Linked DNA regions of Sus scrofa: region 2 is linked to region 1. A link is a contact called in public Hi-C data. All regions are on one chromosome and are shown on one strand. The core of a region is the stretch at or near the end of the contact, and the rest is flanking DNA. Distances in the headings are between cores, read along the strand shown.

Region 1 (6,650 bases), core at 1,938-4,437:
CCCTGGCCTTGCTGAGTGGTTAAGGATCCAGTGTTGCCATGAGCTGTGGTGTAGGTCACAGACGCAGCTCAGATCCCAAGCTGCTGTGACTGTGGTATAGGTCAGCAGCTAAACCTCTGATTCGACCCCTCCATGGAGGCTTGGGAACCTCCATGTGGCATGGGTATGGCCCTAACAAGACGGGGGGAAAAAAATTCGTCTAGGTTACAGCCATAACCCTGTCTAGTTAATTTCTAGACTCATAACTGAAGAGCTATGGATAATGATATAGTTTTTTGGGAACAGTGGGAAAACTTTCCCAGCCAGGGATATGGCATCACCAAGAGGTCAGACACTGAGCTAAGTATCTGCCATGTGATATCACTTAATCTTTATTCATGCACATATTCATTCATTCAAGCTAAATTTTTTGAGCATCTGCTAGTTTCAGACACTAGGCTCAGTACTGGGGACACACATTAATCAAAGAATCACAGATATAAACATGTGGTTAGAAAGGGTACAGAGTACCATGAGAGCGCTGATGGGAAATATGAAGGTGACAACATTGGACAGGTTAAGAGGAGCTTTACTGGGATGGTGCTAATTGTACTAAGAGCTAAAGGAGGCTAAGATGTTCAGATCAAACCTATGATATAGGTATTATCATAATCACATCTTAGAAAAGAGAACGGAGTCTCAGCTGTACCCAGCAATGGAGAAGTGGGTGAGGGAGGATTTGAACCCACGTCTCTGAGATTTTCACTGTCCACCGTGTATCTACCACATTTATTCACTCTGTGATCCTTCCAAAGGACGTTCCAGCTCTGCTGAAAATATGTGTGCACATCTGCTTCCCAACTAGGTGGAGATGTCCTAGGGGGCAGAAATGGTAGCTTATCTGACACTCAGTAACAGACACATGTAGCACTCTCAAAAGATTGCCTAAGTGATGATCAGCATAGTGCAATACTGTTCATTTTAAAAGACCTTTGTGGCAGAGAAGAGATTTTGGAGATTTTATGTATCTTGAAAATATGGAGTTCCCGTCGTGGCGCAGTGGTTGACGAATCCGACTAGGAACCATGAGGTTGCGGGTTCGGTCCCTGCCCTTGCTCAGTGGGTTAACGATCCGGCGGTGCCGCGAGCTGTGGTGTAGGTTGCAGACGTGGCTCGGATCCCTCGTTGCTGTGGCTTTGGCGTAGGCTGGTGGCTACAGCTCCGATTCAACCCCTAGCCTGGGAACCTCCATATGCCGCTGGAGTGGCCCAAGAAATAGCAACAACAACAACAACAGACAAAAAAGACAAAAGACAAAAAAAAAAAAAAAAAAAAAAAGAAATGTCCGTGGAATTTTGAATAGATGCCGTTTCGTTTTTTTCGTTTCTTTACTCTCAATTATAAAGGTATTTACTAAAAGTCATTCCATTGAAGTTAAGCCTGCTCTTAAAGCTGTGTAATTTTATTTAAATAGCTTTTGTGGCCTATTGCTATTTGAAGGCTTCCCTCTTTGTTTTATTTACCAGGAAAATCCAGACCAAAATTATGGTTTATTCTAAAGCAATTTCAGATCTGTGTGATATAGGTTTTGATTCAATTTGTTTTTCTTTCCTCATTTTTTTTTTTTGTCTATGTATATGTTATCTTGTTTTGTGTACATCTTTTAAGTCACCTATAATCCTTTATGGTATATCAGAGGATACAAATGCATAAACAAATAAGGCCTTACAAAGGAAATTAGATTTAGAGAATGAACTTCCATAAATACAGTCCTGTTACTCTTCTCTTTTGTTCTACTTTAATTTTAATCTTTGTATCCAGGGAAAAGCAAGGAAATCTCTTTAAAGGAAAAGAAAACAGAAAAGGAGATCTGAAGGGGATGCCTGGAGATAGGCCTATAGAAACATTAAATGATATTTTGGAGATGATGGTGGTGGTGGAGCTGGTGATGAAGGGGGCTTAGCGGATAATTGTGTGGAGATTTTCTATAGCACCTTTGTACCAACAGTAAATAGTTCTGTCACCTGGTTCCTGATTCACTGCCAAGTGCCAAAATTGAATGGGTAAACAAAGGTCATAAAACATGAAGGATACTGGTATTAAGACGTGAATGAGCAAAGAAAAATGGAAAAAAAGGCAAAACTACAACTCTGGGTATGCCTGGGTAGAAGAGGAGATGGGCATTTCATGGAGCTGGTGTTATAGAGAATTTGTTTCCTATTTCTTATTTTAGAAGAATAAGAATAATTTTATATCTTCCTTATGAAATTAATTTGTTTTAAGAGCAGACGTCTACAGAGCAAGCTTTGTGGCTAGAATGGTTCCATCTTAAAAGTTCAGCTACTTTGTATTTCATCACAGAGATAGCAATTTAGTAAGAGATCCAGTGTATTTTCTCCAAAGTCCTCAGGCCACTTTAAATCTCAAACCGATTATCATCAATTTTCAAAATGGTGTAACCCACAGTCTATTAGTATAGCTTCATAACTAGGTGTCCTAAACCTGAATGACACTGGGGGCGGGGAGAGTGGAGTAGGGGAAAGCGAACTCTGAATTAAGATTAGTTTTTTTTTTGTTTTTTTTTTTTTTTTTTTTTTTTTTTTTTGTCGTTTTTTTTTTTTTTTTGTCTTTTGTTGCTATTTCTTGGGCCGCTCCCGCGGCATATGGAGGTTCCCAGGCTAGGGGTTGAATCGGAGCTGTAGCCACCGGCCTACGCCAGAGCCACTGCAATGCGGGATCCGAGCCACGTCTGCAACCTACACCACAGCTCGCGGCACCGCCGGATCGGATCGTTAACCCACTGAGCAAGGGCAGGGACCGAACCCGCAACCTCATGGTTCCTAGTCGGATTCGTCAACCACTGCGCCACGACGGGAACTCCAAGATTAGTTTTTAAGGCAAATGATAGATTTCAGCCAGACTCCTCCACAACAGGAAGATTTAAAAAGACTATGAGTGGTTAACACAAAGGCATTCTCTCAGAATCACCAAACACAAGAGACAGTCCTACCCGTTTAACACAGAGAAGAGAACCTGAATTTCATGTGAATATTATACCTGTGCTAATTTCACTGTCTATTTTATACAGAGATTTGGACATCTGAACAGAAGAAAAAATCAGGACTTTGATCAGTGTACTCTGTATTGACGTTTGAGCAAACATGGATAGGAGCACAGATTTGGTTTGGCTCCGTAACAAGCCAAATGGAACCACTCCCTTAAACGGAAAATGTCACCTAATAGTTTCTGTCAAGTCATGTTGCTCATGAAAGCAAAAGGATCCAGGAGGTAGGAGAGAAAACAGTGAGTAAATAGACTCTGGGACATTCCTCTGCAATATTAGTTCAATCAACCATTAAATCAATACTTAGTGAACTTGTAAAAAAGATGCTGTGGACAAATTCAAAGGCAAATACTCACAGTCCATACCCATCAGGCAATGTCAGTCAACACTCCAGTCTTTAATTTTAGTAATGGCTTCAATAATTTTAATAACAATTTAAATCCCTTGCAAATTGCAACATGAATTGCTTATATTCTCGAGAGAAGTGTGCTACTCTTTACTTTGGTCATGATGCGGAAATTTAGAATTCTCTTCCATCTTTAATAGACTCTCCTATCATATACTATAAAAATAATTCAATGATTCTAATTCTTTGCCTCTTTTTTTTGGCCATGGTGTGCAGCAGTTTGATGTGGGATCTTAGTTCCCAAATCAGGATTGAACCAGGGCCACAGCAGTGAAAAAACAGACTTCTAACTACCAGACCACCAGGGAACTCCCTAGCGATCTTTTTTTTAGGGCTGCACCCACAGCATATGGAAGTTCCCAGGCTAGGGGTCAAATCAGAGCTGCAGCTGCCGGCCTAACCATAGCCACAGCAACGCCAGATCAGAGCTGTCTGCAGTCTACATCACAGCTCAAGGCAATGCTGGATCCTTAACCCACTGAGCAAGGTCGGGGATGGAACCCGCATCCTCTTGGTTCCTAGTCATGTTGGTTACCCCTGAGCTACAACTGGAACACCTCCCCAGTGATTCTCATTCTAATAGACCATTAAATGGGTCCACTTTTATTTATTTTTTATTTTTTTACCTTTTAAAAATTTTTTATGGCCTTGCCCTCGGCATATGGAAGTTCCCAGGTCAATGACTGAATACAAGTCGTAGCAGGGGCAACATCCTTTAACCCACTGAGCCAAGCGGGGGATCAAACCTGCACCTCCACAATAATCTGAGACACTGCAGTCGGATTCTTAAATCACTGTGCCACAGTGGGAACTCTGGATCCACTTTTACTTCTAGCCAAATGCACTTCATTGTTAAAACTCATGTTATTAAAAAAGGCCTCATGGGTTCAGTGTATTTTTTCGTTGTTTATTTAACAAATACTTATTGGATAATCATTTTACACTAGATACTATACTGGGATAGGCTCATGGGTCTCACGATTGAGTGGTCTTTATTACAGAAACACACATGACAAAATTTGGGGCACCATCTCCAAGGAACTCAGGTTTAGAGAACTACATTTTCAAGAATCTAGCTCCACTATTAAAATTTTTTAATTAAAAAAAAATTTTTTTTTTTTAAAAAGTCTGGGAGTTCCTGTTGTGGCTCAGTGGTAATGAACCCGACTGGCATCCATGAGGACTCGGGTTTGATCACTGGCCTTGCTCAGTGGGTTAAAGGATCTGGCATTGCTGTTGTTGTGGTATAAGCCAGCAACTGCAGCTCCAAATGGACCTCTAGCCTGGGAACTGCCATGTGCCAAGGGTGCAGCCCTTAGAAAGCCAAAAAAAAAAAAAAAAAAAAAAAGAGCCTGTAATCTTCCTTTAGCCTCAGCAGACCACTAAGGCATTCTGAGAATGTCATCAGGAGAAGTAAAATGGTGGGGCGTGATCCACTGTAACACAAGCAGCTACACACTAGGAGACAGTGAGAAAAAAGCAGGGAGGTTGAAAAATTATAGATAATCAAGCCAGAAAAAAGTCACTACTGTGTAATTATCTGTTACTTAAGGATGTGGTCCCTGTGGTTTCAGATGGACTTATATGAGGCATGTCTGTCTGCAGGGTTGGCGGCTCAGCACAGCAGGTTAAGGATCTGGAGTTGCTGCAGCTGTGGCGTAGGTCAGAGGTCTGGCTCAGATTTGATCCCTGGCCTGGGAACTTCCATATGCCACAGGTGCAACTGAAAAAGGAAAAAAAAAAAATGTGTTAAGAAGTAGATCTCACTTTGTTCTCTTTTCACAATAAAAGAGAAAGAAGAAAGAAAGAAAGAAAGAAAGAAAGAAAGAGAAAGAAGGAAAGAAGGCAAGGAAGGAAGAGAAAGGTGTTCTTGGCAAACCTATGTTGCAAATTTTTTATGAGGCTCTTAGAAGAGGGAGTTGAGTCTCAGATACATCTAGCAATGGAGAAGTGGACGGGCCAGGATTTGAACCTGAGTCTCTGCGAGTATCTACCACACTGAGGTGCATGTGATGAGTTCATGATGATGCTGAGGACTAGAAGGGATCTTGCTTTGGGAAGTCTTCATCAACATCCCTTCCAGACAAGCTTGGTCTAGGACTCCAATGCTTCCCTCAGTGTCCCTCCTGATACTAAGTGTTTCTCTTTAGTAAGTACTTCTTTCTTTCTTACTTTTTCGTTTTTTGGCTGTGCCCGCCAAAAGTTCCCAGGCCAAGAATCGAACCCATGCCACAGCAGTGACAATATCAGATCCTTAACCATTAGGCCACCGGAGAACTAAAGCAAGTCAGCAAGTTGTTCTTTGGAGCAAATTGTATTCTAGTTTCTAATTACATTTTCTGTTAGCTTCTATTATTATTTCCTAAGCAAAAATGAAAAATGTTGACCATGCTTCTATTATTATTTCCTAAGCAAAAATGAAAAATGTTGACCATAATGACAATAGAGCGACAAAGCTAAATTCCACAAACCATCTTTGAAATGAAGTCATGTTACTTCATTTTCTTCTTCTGAAGTGACACAGATTGCTTGAATGCAGTAATTAGGTTTCTTTTCATATTTAGAATATTCTCATTTGTCTTAAGTCTATTTTGTAATGGTCCACTCTGGGCCCTTGAAATCCCTCTTTTTTTTTTGGAGGCCTGATTCCAGTATCATGCTTTGCATTCAGTGCCTCTGGAAATACAGTGCAAGGTGAGGTCCAGGTTTCCCGCAGTTTCTTCCTTCCTGGTCCTCCCACTCCAAGACTGCATGTATTTTCTTGAACATAATTGCTTACTTTTTTCGTGTATTCACTTGGGGTCATATTAAAAATGTCCTAGATTCTTTTCTTTTCTCAAATACAGTTAATTACATTCCAGACTCTATTTTTATAATTTTCCATCCTTCCCTTCTCAGCACATGTTCTTTGAGTTTCAGTCTCTCAGCCTCAGATGAGCATAGCCCTCATTTGCTCTCCTCCTTCCTCCTGGGGTGGGTTAGTATCCGCAGGGAAAAGAGGGAGTATTTACTTTGCTGTTTATTCAGTAAATTCTTATGTATTGAAAGCCTATCGTGTGCCAGAAATCAGCCCAAATGTTTGGTTATAATGATAACTAAGACAGAGATGGCCCCCTTATACTGTGATACCGCCTAGGATATGGGAAGAGTCGTAGATCCAGAAAACAGGAACATCTAACACAGCTTGTAAGAAGAGTGGGA
Region 2 (6,650 bases), core at 1,771-4,270, 210 kb before region 1:
CTGCAGCTGTGGTGCAGGTCATAGCTGTGGCTCAGTTTCAGTCCCTGGCCCAGGAACTTCCACATGCCATGGGTATGGCAAACAAATAAACAAACACAAACAAAGATCAGATGTTAGGAGGAGAAGGCAGGTCTATCATGTGCTTGGGGAGGTGTGTGTGTGTGAGAGAGAGAGAGCGAGAGAAGATTCTTTGGTGTTTTGAACATACATGTGTTGTGGTAGAGGAGGGTTGGTTGAAGCGTTAATAACTTTCAGACCTTCGTTGAAAACATGCCCTGAAGGACAAAGGCATTTTTGAAGATGAATACTTACGACTGTTCTCCAGCTTGTCAAGCAGCACTGAGAGAAAAGAGAAACCATCCAAGAATGTTGATCTGCACATAAATTCAACAGAAGGAGGCAGATGATCAATTATTTTCTGATGCCTTTCAAACAGGAAAAAATATTCTGGAAACAAAGAGCTTGCATAAAAATATATTTCAAGAACATCTCTAGCCATTTTTCCTAAGCCAGTAATGATAGCAATACTTATGGATTATCAAAACGTTTATCATTAGAAGATTTTCCTTGAATTTCCTTTAGCGTTAGTGAAAGATATATATGTCACTTTCAACAGTAAACGCGAGCTTTCCTCCCTGCCCCCACTTTGCCCTTACCAATGCAGGTGCATGCGCGCGTGCGCACAGACACACACACACACACACACACACACACACACACACACACACACACACCTGGAAGCCCCTTTGGTTTACACAGGTTTTTGTACTGAGGAGCATGGGAGAAATGGAATTACGGTCTCATATCAGGACCTAGAAAAAAAGCTCTGTCTAGTTTTAACTTTTATGACCACCTATTAAAGGGTAAGTTTTTTCTTGCTTTAAATCATTTTCCAAATCTTTGAATCAGAAGGGTCTCAAAAATTAATCTTTTCTACCCTTCTCCTGACAAACTTTACAAATAAGGAAACTGAGGCTCCAAATAATTAACTAACTCACCAAATAAATACAAATCTAAAATGACCCTTTCAGGATTCAACCCTTTCATAGGCCATTATCCTCTACAGAATAAAGCATAAGTTCTTTGGACCAGACTCTTCCTTTATTTTCAGTGTCATCTTTTACCCCACTTCCCTTCCATGGTTTTGGTAAGCAACTCAGAACTGCTGAGTGCTCCCCAGTGGACACACCGATTCTGGCCTTGAGGCCTTGCTCATGGTGCCCTGTTTTCCTGGAGAGCCCTGTCCACCCCTAGCTCTCCTATGTAACTCTTCAGAAGCAGTATTCAAAGCTCAGGATACGGCATCGTGCCTTCAGAGATGTACTTCTGATTCCCTATTTGGTTTAGGGGCCTTTCCGTGACCCCATAAAACTGAAGATCTTGACACAGATCTTAGGCCCTTGCAATTATCTGTTGATGGGGTCCTCTTCCATTTATCTCTAAGCACTTTGATGACAGAGATTGTGTTCTTTCATCTTTGTATTCCCAGCAAGCATCTGAAGCCAAATACCTTCTCAATAAATTTATGGAGCTTCTATTTTTATTACTAAAATAACGTTATCTTCTGTATTCTCATCTATATGGTAAGGATAGTTCTATTAGATTTAGAGTGTGATTAAAATTCAATAAATAAATGTCACATATAGCAACTGAATTTCTTACAGCATTTTCACATGCATCCTTTTAAGCAGATATTCTTTGAGGCAGATTATTCCTCTGTATAACAATGTCCAGATGTGTAAAAACAGAGGAAAGTTTAGGTACTCTAAGGAATTAAACTAGAGGAGAAGAGGCCAAGGGAATTGATATTTTAAAATATCTGAGATACTTTATATAAAAATATGATCTATATTGAATAGTCAATGCATGAATAAAAGAAGTAGATGGAAATAGGAGTCGCTGATGATTGCCAGTTTAGATTGGTTTATAGAGGCTTCCTGTAAATATGGATCCTAAACTTCCATAAAATACAAAAGAGCAATAAAAAAAAAGTTTTAGCTTTAACATCTGTAGAAATTTATATTTTTTTAATGAAGTGTTAAATGATTTTAACTTTAAAGAAAAAGTCCTGACTGTTTTCTATGTCTTAAAAGGAAAATTAAGTATAATAAAATCAGCTGTCACTAGAATTTATACAGGGGAAAAAAAAAGTCAAAGAGGACTGATCATATTTAGCCTTAGCCCACAATACTAAAAATCATTATTTTCATTGATAAATTAATCATGTGTTGTATTTTATTACCAAAAGAAGGAAAATTTTCCATGGGGGGAAAAACGCAGAAATTAGAAAAAGGAGTACTATTTGTCCTCTGAAAACATATATCATTCTGAACTTTCCTCTTGGCTTCTTGGCAACCTCCAATTTCAAATTCCATCAATAGGCGTAACCTACATAACATAAAATTCAGGTGGCAGTCTATGCATCTTTCTATTTGCTTTGGCAGACCTCTCATCTCTCTTAACAAGACTTGGGTAACAGATGAAAATCAATAAAATTATAGTTGGTTACAAAAGACTGCAGTCCTAGCTTACTCAGGGTTTGTATTCTACCTCCAAGGGACACAAATTCCACAGATTTTATGCCCCTTGGGGTGGGCCAGCTCAGTTACTTGGACAAACAAAAGAAGAGGATTTGCACATTGTTCTTGGTAGTTTTCCCAGGTGTTTATTTTCTTAGAAAAAAAAAATCATAGCTTCTTTGATTTTCTAGGGAAATCCAAGCATTCTCATGGCAGCATCTTGGTCTATCCTTCTCATTCTTTCATTTGGTTTCCGTGCCTTTGCAAATTGGTCTAGTTTGTTTTCCAAGCATTAGCATTTAAACCAATGGTTTATACACATGCCCATGGTATACACAGATTTATTTGAGATTCTCTGAGGAGTAATTATACCTAAATCCCTTTTATTTAAGCTCAATAAGGCATACCAAACGCAAGGGAGACTGATGTTATATAGATAGCCCTGAACCTGTTCTGGTTTGTGTTCAGTAAATCATTCTCAAATGACTACACTTTAACTATTATTGCTAAGGAATTGCAACATAGTCAACATCTGATTGCATCATCCAGATGTCCTCACTGAGGTGGAGAACCTCTCTTTAAAAGCTGAAATGGAATTTGACCCATCTGTGATTTTCCAATTTGAAAAAATATACCCACTGAGCTTTAAAATATTTCTTATAGTCATTCAACCTGCTTTCCTCTTTAGAAGTGTGTTATTTAATGAATTCACCCGCTCATTCAGCTGAAACATTGAAACCGATGTGTCCACCTAACTTCAGTGACCTTCATTTCTATACCATGGAATATGTCTATTATTTTTCAGCCTAATTGTAAATCTCATATCCTATAACATGCACCCTATAGCATCATCATGACTTAGTTAGCTTTGTAGTGCCAGCCCTGGTTCATCACCTAGCACATTGGTGTGAATTAATTCAGAAGAACTCTTATGATACTAGTGTGACAGAGTATCCCAACTGCCCCATTTTAAAAATAAAGTCTTTATGTTCTTGAATAAAATGGGTAGTCAGTAGCTTACAACTTGATGGATGTGAAGAAAGGGAACTTAAGGGTGTGAAGAAAGGGAAATAAATTTTTGTATTGGCTCCAGGAAAAAGATTGGGAAAGTTGGGGCAATAGAGAAGGATGACAGCTTGAAATGGGGCAATAGAGAAGGATGACAGCTTGAAATGGAATCTTGATTATTAAAAGAAAGGGGTAGAGCCTTAAGCTGAAGAAAATGTTTTCATGAAAGACTTTGTGAGATTCTTAGCACAGGCAGTGGAGCTTTGGGGACTAAATGAAAAGCACACTTAAAACCAGGAACAGAAGGATATTCTCCCTACTTATACTGGATAGCACTTCACTTGTGCCCTAAGCTCTTAAGGGTTTCCTCCAATCTGAGAGTCTTTCAATTATTAGTCGAGTTTATCCTATTTGGATTTATTGACATGATAGATATATTTGTTCTTAGTTTTTGTGCAATTTGTTGTTCTTGCTTTCTAAATTATCTATTTTTTATCAATGATTTAGCTATGTTTTGTTTGGGGTATGTTTCCCAGCCAGTAGCTTCGAGGGTACTCTGCTTTTAGATCCTATAGACTCAATGTTTATAAATTTAACAATAATCTTAATGTTCCCCTCTCTCTCTCAGTTTTACAGAGTGCAATTAACTTTTCCCTTTAAACAGTGAGGAAACTGGGACATATTTTCTTCCCCTTTCCTCTTCCCCTCTATCTCTTGATTTTAGTTGTTCTGTTATTAATTCAGATTTTTCTTATGGATATTTTTATCTTGAAATAATGCATTTAAACATCCATTTTTTTGTATTTAAGCAGTATCAATCAACTCCCCAACATGAAAGATTAGAAATAGTCCAATTACATTTTTTCCCACCATTCTCCACCATCAGGAGTTTGTTAACATATTATTTCTACATTTTTAAAGCATTTAAATTCTTATCTAAAACTATAGTGCATACATTTGCTTATCATTAATGAGGGATCTGAATGGACTGATTATTTATACCTGACTGCCAAATTCTACTTGTTGGCTTCCCCCCAGGCTGGCTCCCTTCGTGGTCCTGAGACAGTTGCTTTATTGTCAGGGTCACTGCAGATAATAATATTCAGAGTCAGTGAAGGAGTTCACCTGTCTGTGTTTCTTTTTAAAGTGAACAAAAGTCACCCAGAAGAACCCTGTCATGTCCATTTCCTAGAATTGTGTCACTTCTCAACCTCAAATCAGCCACTGACAAAGACAAATTATGATGCTGGGCTAAGACTAATCATAATTAATCTCTGAAGTTCATGATGACCCCATATTTACACAAACCCAGGATCTGTTGGCAAAGAATAAATCCTGGGACAGAGGCATGCAGACGGAGGGAGTGGGTGTGAGGAATGCCTGTCAAGTGGACAACCAGAAATCTCCACTATAGCTGAGTTACAGCCACAACTCCACAGAGTATGCGTCTGCCCTTGGGATTGTCCTGTTAGATTTGGCTGCTATTCTTTCTTAGCGGTATGTGGTTGTAGCCATTTCCTAGCTTCACTGAAGAGTCTTTTCTCCTTCTTTTTCTCTCTTTCTTTTTCTTTCTTTCTTTCTTTCTTTCTTTCTTTCTTTCTTTCTTTCTTTCTTTCTTTCTTTCTTTCTCTCTCTCTCTGTCTTTCTTTCTCTCTTCCTTCCTTCCTTCCTTTCTTCCTTTCCTTCTTTCTTTTTCTTCTCTTTCTCTCTTTCTTGTTTTTTGTACTCTTTGTTCACTTTGATGAGTTTTAGAGACAATAGTGAAAAAGCCAACTTCATTCTTCTCTCAGTTAAACTAGAAATCGATGAAATGGATATTGTCCAAGAGATAAATAACTGAAAAAGCAGTAAAGAGTAATTTTACCAGTGCACTAGAGAGAAGAACATTACTAGACTTTTTCTTAGAAAATTAGGAGATTCATTCATCAAGGAGTGACCATTTCTCTTATTTGAATCTTACAGAGGCAGGAGTTCCCTTTATGGCTCAACTGTTAATGAACCTGACTAGGATCTATGAGGATGAGTGTTCGATCCCTGGCCTCGCTCTGTGGGTTAAGGCATTGCCTTGAGCTGTGGTATAGGTCACAGATGTGGCTCGGATCCTGTGTTTCTGTAGTGCTGTAGTCTGTAGGCTGGTGGCTACAGCTCCATTTCAGCCCCTACCCTGGAGACTTGGGTGGGTGTGGCCCTAAAAAGAAAAAAAAATTCTCACAGAGGCAAATATTGTACTACACTAAGAAGAGATAGAAGTGGATCAAATGATTTCATGTATTTTTTTTCTCTATTAAATACAACACTCATAAAATTTAAATATTCCCTACACCACTTTCTTTTAGTTTTTTTCCAGAAAGTGGAAATTTTAGTTCAGGCAGTCCTGAGTCTCAGACTTGGAATAGCTTGTTCGATGATGGGAAGGTACGAAGATGGATTTGGCCCACAATCCATAGCTGATCTGTAGGGACACTCAATTGCGTGTTTATAGCAAAAGGAGGGTTCGTCTTCATCCTTTTTATAACCTTTTCTGGGACAGAGATTGAAAGATGATGATGAAATCTTCCACAACCTTCTGTTGCCTAATCCCATTAAACTTCACCCAGGGGAAATCCCATTAAGACCTTAAACAAAGGAACAAGTCCCCCCTCTAAATAGATTAGAGAACATATATCAAGCAAGCAGCCTTTCTGAACAAAGGAGCTCTGAGTAGGGTTATTTCTTTTTCTTCGGTGCAAACAAAGCAGGTATTTTAAAGGGAAGGATGCAGTGACCCTTGGCCAGCATGATTCAGAGCAATGGCTACAGTCTCGGTGCACTGCTTTTCTGTAATCAGGATAAATCATTACATGACTAAAGCCTCGTATAAAGCAGTACTTCCTGATATCTTCTCATATGGAAACACATTGAGAAGACACTAAGATACAACAGCAGTGAAGATCAGGGGCTAGGAATGGGGGATACAACCTACATAATTTGGACATTAATGTTACCATAACTTCATTAGTAGTCTCAATTTTATGAGGATGAGGGATAAAACCAAGGCCAAGGAAAACCAAGGCCATTGCCCTTAAAGTCAATTGATCCCTGCTACTTCTCAACAGACCTCTGCCAGAAGGAACTTAAACCCAT

The links. A called contact is a pair of places that touch in the nucleus more often than the background predicts.
Region 2: a Hi-C map of liver shows a contact between it and region 1, with 2.4 times the contacts expected there. The contact joins two enhancer-like sites. A contact is called at or near these places in 5 of 47 Hi-C or Micro-C datasets (embryonic fibroblasts, epiblast stem cells and liver).

What each region holds. Positions count from the first base shown.
Region 1 is chr15:1,742,453-1,749,102 of Sscrofa11.1, reverse strand. No RefSeq gene overlaps it. Among named protein-coding and RNA genes, the nearest start is that of RND3, 30 kb to the right of the region's middle. Within about 2 kb of position 3,187, at least 2 of the 83 cell types and tissues checked have an H3K27ac peak or open chromatin away from gene starts, as enhancers often do. A contact at or near this core is called in liver, where this site is marked.
Region 2 is chr15:1,950,106-1,956,755 of Sscrofa11.1, reverse strand. No RefSeq gene overlaps it. Among named protein-coding and RNA genes, the nearest start is that of RND3, 240 kb to the right of the region's middle. Within about 2 kb of position 3,020, at least 8 of the 83 cell types and tissues checked have an H3K27ac peak or open chromatin away from gene starts, as enhancers often do. A contact at or near this core is called in liver, where this site is marked.